2 separate regions of the Mus musculus genome follow, and region 1 is linked to region 2. A link is a contact called in public Hi-C data. All regions are on one chromosome and are shown on one strand. Each heading gives the region's core, a stretch centred on a gene start, on an enhancer-like site or on the middle of the called end of the contact. The rest is flanking DNA. Distances are from core to core; before and after follow the strand shown.

The links. Hi-C and Micro-C count contacts between places; a contact is called where the count stands out from the background.
Region 1: a contact with region 2 is called in a Hi-C map of cortical neurons, with 3 times the contacts expected there. The contact joins the enhancer-like site here to the promoter of Lrfn2 in region 2. A contact is called at or near these places in 1 of 39 promoter capture datasets (hippocampal neurons), 6 of 484 Hi-C or Micro-C datasets (cerebral cortex, cortical neurons, embryonic stem cells and 1 more), 4 of 115 datasets of contacts at active chromatin or transcription factors (double positive thymocytes, embryonic stem cells, forebrain and 1 more) and 1 of 9 other capture datasets (adipose tissue).

The regions. Positions count from the first base shown.
Region 1 is chr17:48,971,280-48,978,232 of GRCm38.p6, forward strand. All of the region lies in intron 1 of Lrfn2 (leucine rich repeat and fibronectin type III domain containing 2), which reads left to right. Among named protein-coding and RNA genes, the nearest start is that of Lrfn2, 42 kb to the left of the region's middle. Within about 2 kb of position 5,647, at least 53 of the 459 cell types and tissues checked have an H3K27ac peak or open chromatin away from gene starts, as enhancers often do. A contact at or near this core is called in cerebral cortex, cortical neurons and hippocampal neurons, where this site is marked.
Region 2 is chr17:48,928,540-48,935,784 of GRCm38.p6, forward strand. Lrfn2 (leucine rich repeat and fibronectin type III domain containing 2) reads left to right here and starts at 4,043. Exons shown (of 3, transcript NM_027452.3): 1 at 4,043-4,279.

The DNA of each region.
Region 1 (6,953 bases), core at 4,397-6,896, 44 kb after region 2:
CTCATGAGTAGAGGGTTTCTGAATGGGGGATTTGGTGAGCAAGATAAGCAGGTTTACAGGAGCAGGACGTGATCCCAACAAGTTAGTCATTAAGAACTCCGGAAACAAAGACATGATCATTTCGAGATGATCGTAACACGGGTAGTCATAACAGCGTAGCCATAACAACCCTTTGAAACAAAGGTAGGGTTGCAAGATGGTTATTAACCCTTTGAAACAGAGGCATGCTTGCCATTCATGGAACAGGCAGTGCAGAGCCAGCTGTAGTTAAGGTTACAGGTGGGGCGTGGCCTGATCTTGAGAATCAGAGGCTTAATCATAAACAGGAATGAACCTACTTTATCTTTACTATACGATGGCTTTTAAGACAGGCTTGGTCTTCAGGAGCATCCTTGCTTGTGTCTCCGAGACTCGCACTGTGGCTGCCGCTGCAGACTGTGACACACTAAACGCGCTCTTAAAGCTGGCCTGGTTCTCCAACCCTGGAAATGGCAGGGGGGGGGGGGCAGTTACTCTGTGCTGTATGATGGCAGTACGTTTTTCTTTCTTCTCTTTTGCAACCCAGAGCTCAATCAGAGTACTGTGCATGCTGCGTTTGGGTGGCTCCATAAAGGGACAGGGACACTAACGTTCTGGATACCCACCATATTCCACCATATTCATGGTGTACCCAGGTTCAGACCAGCAGGCTTCACAAGGTGTTTAACACTGAGAAGTCAGTCCTTCAGCATGGAAATATGGCTTACTGCTCTCAAGTTCCTCTCCAAAGCAGGTAGGAGAGAGAGAGAGACAGAGAGACAGAGAGAGAGAGAGAGAGACAGAGAGAGGGAGAGGGGGAGGGGAGGGAGGGGGAGGGAGGGGGAGGGGGAGAGACAGAGAGAGACGACAGAGAAAGAGAGAGAGAGAGAGAGACAGAGAGAGGGAGAGGGAGGGGGGAGGGGGAGGGAGGGGGAGGGAGAGGGAGAGAGAGAGACAGAGAGAGACAGACAGAGAAAGAGAGAGAGAGACAGAGAGAGGGAGAGGGAGAGAGAGAAGAGAGACATAGTATTCAATGTATGAAACGTATTGCTATGTGCTAGGTACTATAGCGAGTGCTTTCATGAATCAGCTCAGTTAATCTACAAGGTGGGGTGTCTGATCACCCCTGGTTTACACTACAGAAACTCAGGCTCAGAGACGAGAAGTGACTCACCCTGATTCCAGTGGAATATTCAAATCTAAATTCAGGACATTGTGCTTCTAACTACTACCCCATCCTGGGTCCACTGCCAGCCTTTGCCCAGTGGGCATCATCTTGACCATCCTAACCACAAGAAGCCCCACCACCTCTCAGCTTTCCCTGGCTATTAATATTATTACTATACATGTCTGTGCTTATAATGTGTGTGTGTGTGTGTGTGTGTGTGTGTGTGTGTGTGTGTGCACGCGCGTGCAGGTATACTTACATGTGGCCAGAAGATAACCTCAGGTATTGTAAGACTTTGGGGATCCCTAGCTTACCGGGGACCCCCTGAGTGAACCACGTGGAGCCAGGATCAATGCAAAAAGCAAGAGGAATTTATTGTTCCAGTGCACTGGGGTCATCCCAGACCCCCCAAAAAAGGCGATGATCCCCAGCATCCCTTCGGGAGTTTTTATATGGTTTCCAGGGAGCATCAGCAACTAGGCATAATATGATTGGCAGAACAGTGCACCCTTTAAACTGAATCGTCTTTAGGGAATGAGGTGACAAGGACTTCCCTTGTCTGAAGGAATGTGTCCCCACCCGCAGGTCTTTTCTGCCCTGTTGTCTGAGAAATGTTAATGAGCCTCCCGTTCCAGAGGGGCAAGTGTTTCATGACCTTCCCAAAGTTCCTAAACTGATCTTTTCCAGTATCATTATTCCTCGGGCTGCCCACCTTGTTTCCTGAGGCAGAGAACTAGCCTGGAACTTACCAAGTGGGCTAGGTTGGCTGGACCTGCCTGTCTCTGCCTCCCCAGTGCTGGGATTGAAAGTGGGCTTCACCTGTCCTCTGGAACTAAGCACTGAGATGAGATGGGAAGCGAGCAGGTATCTGCTTCCCCTGAACATTAAGTGTTTTCTCACTCCTCGGGCACGAGAGACCACTGAAGCAAATAATTTTCTAGGCCTGCCTCTGCAGCTTAGGAGGGAGAGGCTGGGCTCACAGGTCTTTGAGGGACAGGGGTATATGGGCCACTTAGACCTCCTGCCGGGGCCCAAGGGAAGGAAGGAACCCAGAGCTGTTGACTCCAGTCCTGTCAGAAAGGCTTAGCCACAGGGATCCCAGGCCTGGGGCTCAGAGGGACAAAGGCTGGCTTTCATCACAGCTTCCCTGTTGACACTGAAAGTTTGAGATGAATAAAATAAAAAAAAAAGAACAGGCCTAAACAACTCAACCCCAGGTGAGACATTCATGCCTGCTATGGTGGTAGGCTGAGGGGGTGGAGACACGGTAGCCATTTGTGCGTGGGTTAGGAAGAAGCTCTCACTTGCTTTGCAGGGATGGAGAACTTGGATCCAGACCTGGGGTTACTGTGTTCCAGCCTTCAGCTGGGCTTGCGGGGCTGGTGGGGGGAGCAAACTGGCTATTGTATCCTGGTGTGAAAGGGGGTACTCCATGGCTGGAAAGTTGGGGTGCTGATACTGTGGAAGGTTGCAGTTTCCAGTGGGCCTTATCTGAACCATTCTACTCATTACTCAGCCTTTTGTGATTGACCTGCAGGTTCAGGGAGGCTGGAGAGCTGACTCTGAGTTTCAAGAGCACATACTGTTTTTGCAGAGGACCTCATGTACATACACACAAACACACACATATACACACACACAAACACACACACATACACACACAAACACACACACATATACACACAAACACACACATATATACACACACATATGCACACACAAACACACACACATACACACACAAACACACACTCATACACACAAACACACATATGCACATACACAAACACACACACATACACACACAAACATACACACACATATACACACAAACACACACATATACACACACAAACACACATACACACACAAACACACATATGCACATACACAAACACACACACACACATACACACACATACACACACAAGCATACACACACTTAAAGATAAAAGCCACATCTTTTAAAGATACAGATTTGGGGCATCCAAAGATGGAAGACAACTTTTATGTGGTCACTCATGAAGTCAGCCATTGAAGTGAGACTTTCTCTCATTGTTTAGCACTACTCTACTATGAAAACGGAGATGTGTTCAGACCTGATAAACCTTCCGAAGTGATCAGACAGTCTCACAGGTCTCCAATGTCTCCTCAGCCTTGCATGTGGGGGAGGGGTCTAACAACCCTCCTGCTCTGACTTCTTTGCTTATGCCAGCTCCCATGAATCCTTTCTCAAAAAATAAATAAAATAAAATAAAATAAAATAAAATAAAATAGCAAGGACCAGATCCCCCGTGTCACATGAGCTGACCATTTAGAATTGACTGCAGGCATTTGCCACACTGAGGACAAGAACAGAGCCCTGCATCCCCTGAGGACAGAGGGTAAAGAGAGCAAACGGAGGCAAACACCCAGGTTGCTTTTCCTTTCAGCATGCTGTGAGGATGCCTGACTCTTGGCTGACACAAAAGATGTCCAAGCCAGGGAAGCCCCCATCGCCGGCAGCTGTTTCCCACCTGGGACCTGACCCATAATTATAATCCTTTTCTTTTGATTTTTCTTCACGAAAACAGCAACATTCCAGCTAGACTTGGAGTTGAAAAAAACAGCCTGTGTCAAGCTTAAGAGATTTATAAACAGTAAAAATAACAACACAGGCCTGTCTCCTCTCAGCTCATTTCCTTCCCTGAGTGGAGGAAGGGAGAGAGTGCAGCAGAGGCAGTTTGGTGGTGGGGATCAAGTCAGAGTGGGGTGGACACCCCAGGTGTCCATGGGCCAGGGGTACAAGCCAAGGATATGTCTAGCTGCCAAAAAGCACTAACGAGTAAAGCCGCCTCTCTTGGCAACAAGGCCCGTACCTACACATAGCTGTGTATGTATCGTTAACATGAGCTCTGGGCTTTATCCAGAAAGGATTTACAGGGCTCATGTAAGGATTGAAGCCAGGCTGAAAGCTCTGGTTGTCCCTCTGGCATCTGTGCTGATGAAGTAAGAGCCCATCAAGCTGAGGTGATGTTCCTGCGTCAGAGAGAGAACGCACGCTAAAGAATGGTCACGTTGGAAGATCCAGCATGCACCCGCCATTAATCAGATTGTCGCGTCTACAGAGCTGGTGGGGCCTCAGACAGCCCTCAGACTTGGTCAGTCATTGTGGACTGTCCCTTTTGCAGCAATGGCATATAAACGCCAAACCTGGTCCTTTATAGCCACACCCTTTGCCTGCATCCTCTCCTGTGCTTATGGGATGTCTTGCGTTAGATGCCCTTGGAAAAAAAGGGGGCCATGTGACTCTAGGAAGTCACAGCCCCTCTTGGCTCTTCAGAGGCCTGGGGTCTTCTTGCCAGCAGAGAACAACTTGGGGGGGGGGGGCTAGCTTCAAGAAGGCAGCCTTAGCCGGGCAGTGGTGGCACACGCCTTTAATCCCAGCACTTGGGAGGCAGAGGTAGGTGCATTTCTGAGTTCGAGGCCAGCCTGGTCTACAGAGTGAGTTCCAGGACAGCCAGGGCTATACAGAGAAACCCTGTGGGGGCGGGGGGGGGGCAGCCTGAGGGGCCTGCAGCCCAAATGGGAGTTGGAAAACAAAGATGCCAGGCCCAGCTCCCCCTGCTTGGAGAGGGAGGCCTGAGCAGAGCTAAGCTCAGAGGAGGGGACCCCCACAAGGTCCTCTGCTATCTTACTTCTTTGCATGCAGCCTAGCTCAGAGGCCCAGGGGATTGGTGCCCCACTGGTAGCCTGAGTGAGGGCTACTTCTCTGAGAGGGAAGAGAGAAAGCCATTGCTGGTGAGGGCTGCTGACCCTGCTACCAGTGCAGGAAGGCTCTGCACTCAGCAGATCTTTTCAGAGCTCTCTGAGTCTATAATGTGGCTGTTTCATTGTGATATTTCCCATCCACCCATCTGCCCATCATGGAGGCCTTCTGCATTCCCATCTTTCTCTTCTCCAGCCTGTTCTCCTTCCTCCCCCTTTACCTTTCTTATTCTCTTCCTCTTCCCCTTCTCCATCTTTCCCTCCACCCCTTCCTCTCTTCTTCATCATTCCGCCCCTCCCTCCTCCTAATCCAGTTCCCCCTTTTGTTCCTGTTCCTTCCTCCCTCCCTTTTCCCATGTCCTCCTCCCTCCTCCCTCCTCCCTCCTCCCTCCTCCCTCCTCCCTCCTCCCTCCTCCCTTCCCCTGGCCCCCAACACAACAGTGCCAGGGCTGCATTCCTAATGATCCCCTGCTGCCTCTGTCAACTCTCAAGGCCCAGGGTTTCTAATTGGAAAAACTCACAGGCTGCGAGTGCTGCGAGCCTGCCTTGGAAAGGCAATCACCAGGAGCCTACAAAGCTCCTTGCAGAGGCCGAGGAGCCTCCTCCTGGCACTGTCCTGATTTTCACATTAGAATTGACAGGCATGTACCACACAGCACCCCCGGCCCCCAGAAATTGATCATGAGTGCATGCCCGTATGAGTGTATAGATGTGTGGGCTCTGTGCACAGGCTGGGTGTGCCTCTGGGTGTCTGCCAGTGAAGCTGTCTGTCATGGTGTCTGATGATGCATATGTTTGAAGAACACACACACACACACACACACACACACACAGAGAGAGAGAGAGAGAGAGAGAGAGAGAGAGAGAGAGACTCTGTGGCTGGCAGGCCCACTGTTTGGCACCGGTCTCTGGGGGGGGGGGGTGGGGAAGTGCTGGATTTAGACACCTCTGCTCTGGCAGAAGATGCTGATGCTGCCATGTTTCTTAGCATCTTCTGCAAGTGAGAAAGAACATCCCACTTAGGGCGGCTGAGACCTGTCACTTGTACCTGTGGTCAGTGTGTCTGAGGTCTTGCACATGTGTAGGGGCCAGGGGACAACATTCAGGATGGTTCTCCGGGCACAGTTCTTATTTTCGGAGAAAAGATTTCTAACTGGGACCTGAGCTTGCTGATGGTTGGCCAGTGAGCTCCGGGGATTCCCCCAGGTCTACCTCCCCAGTGCTGGTATCGCGAACCTTGGCCACTGCACCTGATTTTTCTGTTTTTCAGTGGATTGTGGGGTTGAATGCAGGACCTCATGTTTACAAGACCCACAGTTTCCCCGACTCAGCTACTCCTTACTCACCAGCTCCTTCACTCTTATGCTGTAGAGAGAGGCTATGGGGTTTTCTCTTCAACACTCTGATATCTACTTCTACCCCACCCCCACCCCCCTCAGTGTCCACCATGCTCCATCATAAACCCCCACCACGGGGATTCCTCTCTGGGAAAGCTTCCGAACACCCAGGGTGTCACAGGTATATCCATGGGCCATAGTCAACCTGGCTTACCCGGAATGGGTTAGTCAGGCTGTTTTCTTTCCCTGCCTCTGACTCAGAGGTGAGGGCAGGGACAAGGCTTCCAGACGTCTTCACACAAGTGCTTCAGGGTGTAGCACTCGGCCTAAGCTCTGATAGAGAGCGTTGGAGGCATAGTCTGTGCCACAGGAGTGTGCTTCGCTCGTTACAGATTCCTTAGGGGGAAGGCTGGAGTCAGATGGTTGACTCCATGGGAGAGAGAAGGTGTCCCCAGTCTCTGAGCTCCACTCTGGGAACACAGCCATCCTTCTGCCTCAGCATGTAGGGAGGAGCCAGCACCTAGAGCCCTGCCTAGGCCAGGACTCAGAACCTCAGGGCTCGGGTCTTTTCCTGGAGAGACACTGCATCCCTTCCTGTCCCCAGTGGCTTCCTGCAGCCACAGACTTCTCTTGGCCCCCAAGGAAGCTAGGGAAGATTATTAACTGACCAGATATCCTGTTCT
Region 2 (7,245 bases), core at 2,793-5,292:
GGGCTACTGTGTTGGCCTATTCTTTAGGTGGGCTTTATAACATTTCTCACATCTCTGTGATAAAGCAGCTTCTCCTGAGGGGTGTTTCACTTTCCTGTCATTGACAGGTCGGTTTGGATTCACTCTTGCAGGAGGGGGACAATGCTAGATCCTTGTTCTTGATCAGGAGATAACATGGTGTGCAGTAAAATCATAAAATTTTGTGCTTCTGGAGTCACATTTAGATATTAGGGGTCTCCTGGTCGGTTCAGGATATCATTACTTCTTCCTGGTTCAGACAAAGGACTAGGGTCCCTTTCTTTGAATCAGCAATTAAAGCTCTGCAGTGTCAGCTCTTCCTAGGTTTCATGGCCTCGTAACTACTGGGGTAGGAAGACTCACCACAGTGTCTTCCAAGCCTGTTAGTGTCTAACTACCTAAGCCCTCCTGCTCCTACTGGGGGACCCCATAAGATTCTTAGTAAGTGTGAGGAGAGCCAGCCACAAGGCCCACAGTATTCTAGCTGCTGTATGACACTATCCCAGGTATGGCATGATACTAACTTTGCCCAGTAGCGCAAACAGATTAGTGCAGAGATAGCCAAGTTTATACTCTAATAAAAGAACCACTGGCTTCCCCTACTAGAAAGAGGGGAAGGTCACTAGACCAAGGTATCTCCTTGATCTCCAGTCAACTGCAAGTGGTTTGCCGGAGATGCCCGAGTATACAGGAAGTAGATGATTAATTGAAGAGGCTGCTCTATGGCACAGCTGTCATGAGTTCATCATCCATGACGGGCGAGACTTTTCAGTGATGTGGTTCATGCTGAAAAAACTCATGAAGTCACTGGTCTCAAGGCATTGGCCTTTGGTGAAACTGTGCTTCTTTCTGTCATCGTTGCTCATCTGGAATGAGCAGATGTTTGTGTCATCCTAGGAGAGGTTAGCACAACATGAGAGAAGTGTGCTTCCATCCCAGCCAGAAAGCCAAGAGATGCAGACATGCGGACAAGTGAGTGAGGCATCCCAGGAGAGCAGTGGCTGCTGGGTGGGAACGAGCCTGACCCTTCTCCACAGTGGGTTTGGAGTCTTACTAAAGAGTGGAGGACAGTCTTAAAGTTCAGCATGTAGCACAAGCCATCCTCCACCACCCAGAAATGGAGAAGAATGCTTGTATGTATCTAAAAGTGTCTGTCCAGTGGGCATTCTCTGGGCAGTCGTTTCTGGATATGCATCTCAGTATCTTAGCTTTGAAAACAAAGTACAAAGAGGCTAAAAATATATTAATATACTTAGCATGGTGATTCCAGGGCGGGGGGGGGGTGTCTAGCCACAGCAAAGGACCAGGAAAACAGAAGACAGAGGTTTGAAGCTGTTTGTCACATGCTATTCAGAAGAGTGGGCATAGAGAAGAATCTATTGACACACGGCTTATGTGCAGCCCCCTCCGCCTCCCACATACATAGAATGAATGACCCTCAGTTACCCTTGGCTGACCTCTGTGGTTGGTAGCCAGGCAGCTACTCTTATATAACCTTTTGGGTTCGCCCAAGGACCCAAGAAGTCTTCATTTGGCCCATGGGCAGAGAGATAGGCAGCAGAGTGGTTATCTCTTGATCTCCCTACATACATACAGGACCTCACCCATCTTCCAAGGATGCTCAGAGGTCCCTCCAGCTGGAAATGTCTTAGACACATTCAACCCCTGTAAGGGGAGAGACTCACTGTGTCTATCACACATCTCAAAACCACAGTAAACTCCTAGGACATCTAAGTCCAGTCCCCAAACTCAGTTCATGCTGAGGCAATCCCTATAGAATTATCCTTTAAATTACTCAGGACCTGGGTTCTGTCTCTTTTAGAGTAGCTGTGTTGGCTTTCTTCCAGGAACGAGGTCTTAGCTGTGCCCTGTCCCACACCCAGTGTTTCTTTATTGTTTCCTTCCATTCTGTCTTTGTCTTTCTAACATCTTTCCTTTTCTCAATGCAGCTCTGTCCGGTCCTGTGCCTAACCTTGCTCTTCCAGTGCCATCTTTTCATAGATGAGTCTACTTAGAGTAGTCTAGCCTTCAGCCCCGCCCCATCGGGAGAATTCAGACATTACCTCAGACTGCATGCCCTCTCCACTCTATCCACCTTAAAAATTATTCTATTTAGTTTCATTTTTAAATTATTATGTTCATTATAGTAATATAGTTCTTAATTATGACACTATGCAAAACCCAGGTAACCAAAGAGGAATGCTCTGAGCAGGTGCCTCTTTCCTGCCCCTGTGTCCCCTTCTTTTCTTCATGTTCTCTCAGGTTCAGCAATTCATGTCTTCCTCTCTTTCCCACCTCTACCACTGCTCCTGCTTGCCTCTTTCCTGGAGTCACCTTCCCTCTTTCCAGGGCCAGCCCACCCCTTACACCCTGAGCTGCATCCTAACCATACCTCCTTTCTGTCAGGCTACCCAGAATCTTTGCAGGGAAGAGCTTGTCACCAAGGGTCTTTGTGGCGTACCAATCTGACAGTTTCCTTCCTGCCCTGCAGGAGACCTCCCTCGCTGTTTGCGCCTCAGTAGGTATGCACCCAGCTGGGGTGCCCAGATAGGCAAGAGACAGGTTCTTCTGTACAGCCCTGTCTAGCCGAGCCACTGTTGGACCACAGAGACATAATCCACATGACACATGTGCCTCCCTGTGGGTATCTGGGACAGGTGCACGGAACAAGCGAAAGCAGACATGAATCGAGGCATGCTCTTTGCCCTTGGTTTTAAGAGCTGGAGCAACATCGGCATTCCCCAGTTCATGTCCTCTACAGGGAAATATACGGCGGCACTTCAAACCCTAGGCTTACCTTCCCCAGAAACTGGCCACTGAGAGCCCAGAGGCCACTAAGACTCTGCTGAACTAGTTTGGTGATTCTAAGCCTACGACCAGCCCAGAGTGATTACTCTGCTACCTACCACGTGCCTTAGACATTTCGCTTTAATCTAGAACCTCGGAATCGTACTATGTCACGTGAGGGTGGGTGGAGGAGGATGGTCTGCTGGGCTGTCAAACAAGAGCTTCCATTCGCCTAGACAGTCTTGAAATGTTCAGGAAAAGTCTGTCGTGTGTGTCGTGTGCAACTAGCACGGGTTGCTATAGGAGCCAAAGTGATGGCTCCTAGCTGGGTTCAGGGCTGGGTGGGCACGATCCTCCCATCACCAACCCCACCCGCAGCCCCGAGCCAACGCGGTCCAATTTTCCTCCAGCAGGCGGCGGGCTGGTAGCTGTGTGCAAGGCGTACTCTGCACGAGAGGCGGCAGTACGGACTCGACCTGGCCGCGGGGATAACCGTGCGCAGGAGCTGTCGTGTCACTGCGCGGCGGATCAAGCGGGTCCTCGGGGTTCTCAGGGCTCGCGGCCCCGCTGGGCTGCAGTTCCAACCCATTTACTCCGAACCAACGCTGCTAGAACCGAGGATCCTCCGGGGCTGTGGATCCCGGCTGAAGCAGGATCTGGGGTCCGGAGCTACTGCAGCTCCGCCAGCGGCCACTGGGGGCTGCAGTGCTGGAGAGCCCGGCGGGGACAGAGCGCTTCGCTCTGCCTCGGAGTCCTGGGGCGCCTTGGGTTTCTAAGGCTGTCTGCACCGCTGGCCGCAGCTGCCTGCATAACCCGCACAGCATCCTCACAGATCCGTGCGTGCGACCGCTGCGTGTGTGTGTGTGTGTGTGTGTGTGTGTGTGTGTGTGTGAGAGAGAGAGAGAGAGAGAGAGAGAGAGCGCTTTGCGCGCACGCGTGGGGGGGGCCAGTGGTGTGCATGCGGGGAGTGCGGGGGAGTGTATGTGTGTGTGTGCCTGTGGGTGTGAGTGCCTTGCTCACACACACACACACACACACACACACACACGACAGACTGGTCTGAACTTGAAGACATCCCACATTCCAAGAGGCTGCAGGTTCCTGGGGATGCCAGGGGGGTTCTTCAACAAGGAAAATCCTACCCTCATCTTCCTAGAAGGGATTATCTTTTTTTATCCTTTTTCCCCCTTATTTTTTTAAAATCTGGAAGAGAAGAGCACAAGTTGTACTCCCCCTCCCGCCCCTTCTTCTTGCTAAATGCCATGGATATAACTGAATAAGCTGCTCAGGGCTCTCCCCGCGTGGATGGTCCGAGGCCACCATCTGCCTGCCTTCGCTGGATCGCTGCAGCTGGAGCGCTTAGCGTGAGCCTGTCTCCGGCCAGGAAGGATGCGTGGCCGAGCCAAGGAGCCCGGGCGCCCTGCGGAGCCGGCCTTGGAGCCTCCCCGCCACGGGTAGATGCCGCCTTGCCCAGGTGAGTGGCTGTCGCTGCTGCTGCGTCTTGGCGACGCTGGGTGTCCGCGGGAGATGGGCGCAGGGATGTGCGCACCTGGGGGAACAGGGGAACTTTGCCTCTTTTCCTGCCTCACTTGCGGACTTCCTCCATCCTATAGACTCCTGTGGATGCCTTCTCTATTCCATCCTTCCTTCTATATTGTGTTTTGATAGAGTGGGGGAAGGGGAGAAACTGATGGGGAGGGAGGAGAGCGGGTCCTGGTGAGGCTTCAGACCGGTCTGGGTTAGGCTTGGAAGCTGGAGAAAGAGACCTCAGTCTCCTACAAAGGCAATCCTTGAATGCAGAACTTTGCCGCTAGACCATGCTGTTGCGTGTTAGCACATGCCAGGCCTGGCTAGGACGGTGCTGAGGTCTGGGTGACTATTCTGGGGTCTTCAGGAGCTTGGTTCCTGGACGGGTGGGGTGGAGACAGGGGGGGGGGCAGCGATGGAGTGCCGTGGAGGAGGGGAGGGAGGCATGGTTGCAGGGACCCTATCCTGGCCTCAGGCAGATCTAACCAAGATCAGGAGGACTCTGTGTGCCCACTCGGGTTGCTGAGAATGCCATGATAAAGCAGTATGTAAGCCGGTGTTAGCCATGCCCATGTTGGTAGTCCTCTGTCTCTCACTCAGCCCTGCCCTGCTTCTAAGGCTGGCCTGAGCAAGAATTGAGACCGAGACCAGCAGACAGCTCCCAGGAGGAGGGCAGTGCCTTGCTCCCCACCTTCCCCACAGAGAGCACAAAGGACAGAAGCGTTGGGTTCCAGGGAAAGGAGTCCAGACATCATCGAAAGAGAGAGAGATTGAGAGAGAGAGAGAGAGAGAGAGAGAGAGAGAGAGAGAGAGAGAGAGAGCAGGAATCAGGCAAAGCCTGCAGAGGAACCGAGCACGACTCATGCCAAGTACACTCAGAAACAGCTGCAGACGGACAGACACCTGCAGGGAGAGGGCTGTCAGAGCCTGTCCCTCTGAGCTGGAGCCACATGCATGCCTAGAAATGTTAGCCCTCTGTCCTGGTTAAAGCAGTGCATTTGCATGTGTGTCTGTCTGTCTGTCTGTCTGTGTCTGTCCATGTCTGTCTGTCTGTTTGTCTGTCTGTGGCTTGAAAGATCTGACCCCTGGGGCAGAGTGGAAACCCAGCTAAGGAAGAAAGTAACCAGGTAACCTCCAAGCTAGCTGTGGAGTTCCAGGTTTCAGGACAGAGGTGGGTTGATGCACTTGGGCGGGGGCCTGGTGGAAACTCTTGCTTGAGCATCAGGAAGGCTGGTGGATGCAAGCAAATAAACTAGGCTTTTGTCCCATGTCCTGGGTTCAGACAGAGTTGAAAAATAGCAAGCCATGCAGCCAACAGGGCAGTGGGACGGGTTTAGGGAGCCTGTCAGAGGCAGAAAGTGAGAGAGGGTTGGGCCTGGAAGACCTGTGCTTAAAGTGTCAAGCCTTCCTGACCCAGTGCTGCTCCTCTCCCCACCCCACCCCCATGGACTGTGGTACATCCTGTCCCTCTGCTGTAGGCAGGGGTTACAGAATTATATGGCCCTTCTCTCCCCTCCCTCCTATGCTCTGCTGCAGGCCCCCTTCCCTAGCCGTCCAGCTCTGGTCTAATTCCTGCCCCAATGGTAATTCCTAATCTTCTTGCCCTCAACCCCAGAACACAAGCAGCAAACCCATCACTTCTGGTGAAGCTTCTAGCGATGTTCCTCGGTAGGCCAGCTCCCAGGGACAGCTCCTGGTACAGGACAGGGTCTGTCATGGTTGGGAGGAGGCTGAGCTCCAATATCTTTCTTTGAAGTATGGGCTTTTTCCCAAGGCCTAGAAATGTGAGCAGCTGGGGAGGGTGAGCAGAGAGCATTGAAAGGCCAGGCCGAGAATAGGAGGACGAAGGAAGGGAATAAGGGATGCAGACAGGAGGTGGGGATGCTCTAAGACCCCGTGGCCCTGACTTGGCTCCAAAGGGCCTGTTTTCTTATTCTCCATCCTGCTTCAAAGTAAAATCAAGGACTGGGGCTTCTGGCTTCCAACCGCCAGCCTGAAGGGTGGAGCAAATTTGTTCTTTTATGTTGCTTTTCTTCTTGTTGTTGTTTTTGGTGTGTGTAGAAACTTCTGAGCTCTCGGCTGTGGGGGTGGGGGTGGGAGTCAACTCACGGACAATTGAGCATTGATGTTGGCATTTGAAATTGCTTTCAAAAAGCCCCCTGTCCTGCGGCAAGGAGGACCACGATGGCTGAGCTTAGGGTAGACATACACATGCACACACACACACACACACACACACACACACACACACACACACCACTGAGTGGGATCTTACAGATGTCTTTGGGCAAAGGCAGTAGAAGTAGGCTCTTTATGGTCCTTTTGTCACATGGGGATAGAAATTAAATTTGGATAGGCCACATTCAAATTCTGACTCTGCCACATTCTTGTTAGTCACTTAAGACCCACGGTCTCACCCCATGAAATGACATAGTCATGCGTATTCCGCAAATGTGTGCTGACCCCATGTTTTCCTGGCAGGCTCCACATCCTTTCTCAGATCCATCCCCAGGGAAAGTAGGGAGGCAGGGAGAGGCCTTCAGAGCAGTGGAGGATGGAGGCTTGTGCTGCTACTTCCCTGTTCCTTCGGGGAACTCGCCAGAAAACTTTAGGAATTGATTTAAGGCCATCCGTTTGACCTATGGGGCCCCCGGCAGATGCTTCGCTCCCTCCTTGTGTGTTTTGGGGGTCCTCTAGCCATGGGTCTTTGCTAGGAAAGCCAAGCTCTGTGCTTTACGAGTTTAGTTTCTTACCCTTTCCTGTCTGAGGCTTGAGTGTGAAATCTAAACCCTCCCTCCTCCAGCCCCTGCTGTCTTCTCCTCACTCTGTCTCCCACCACACCCTGACCTCACAGATGTCCATCCTGTATTACAAGTGTTTGCTACCACATCTGACTCCCCACCCACCCACCCC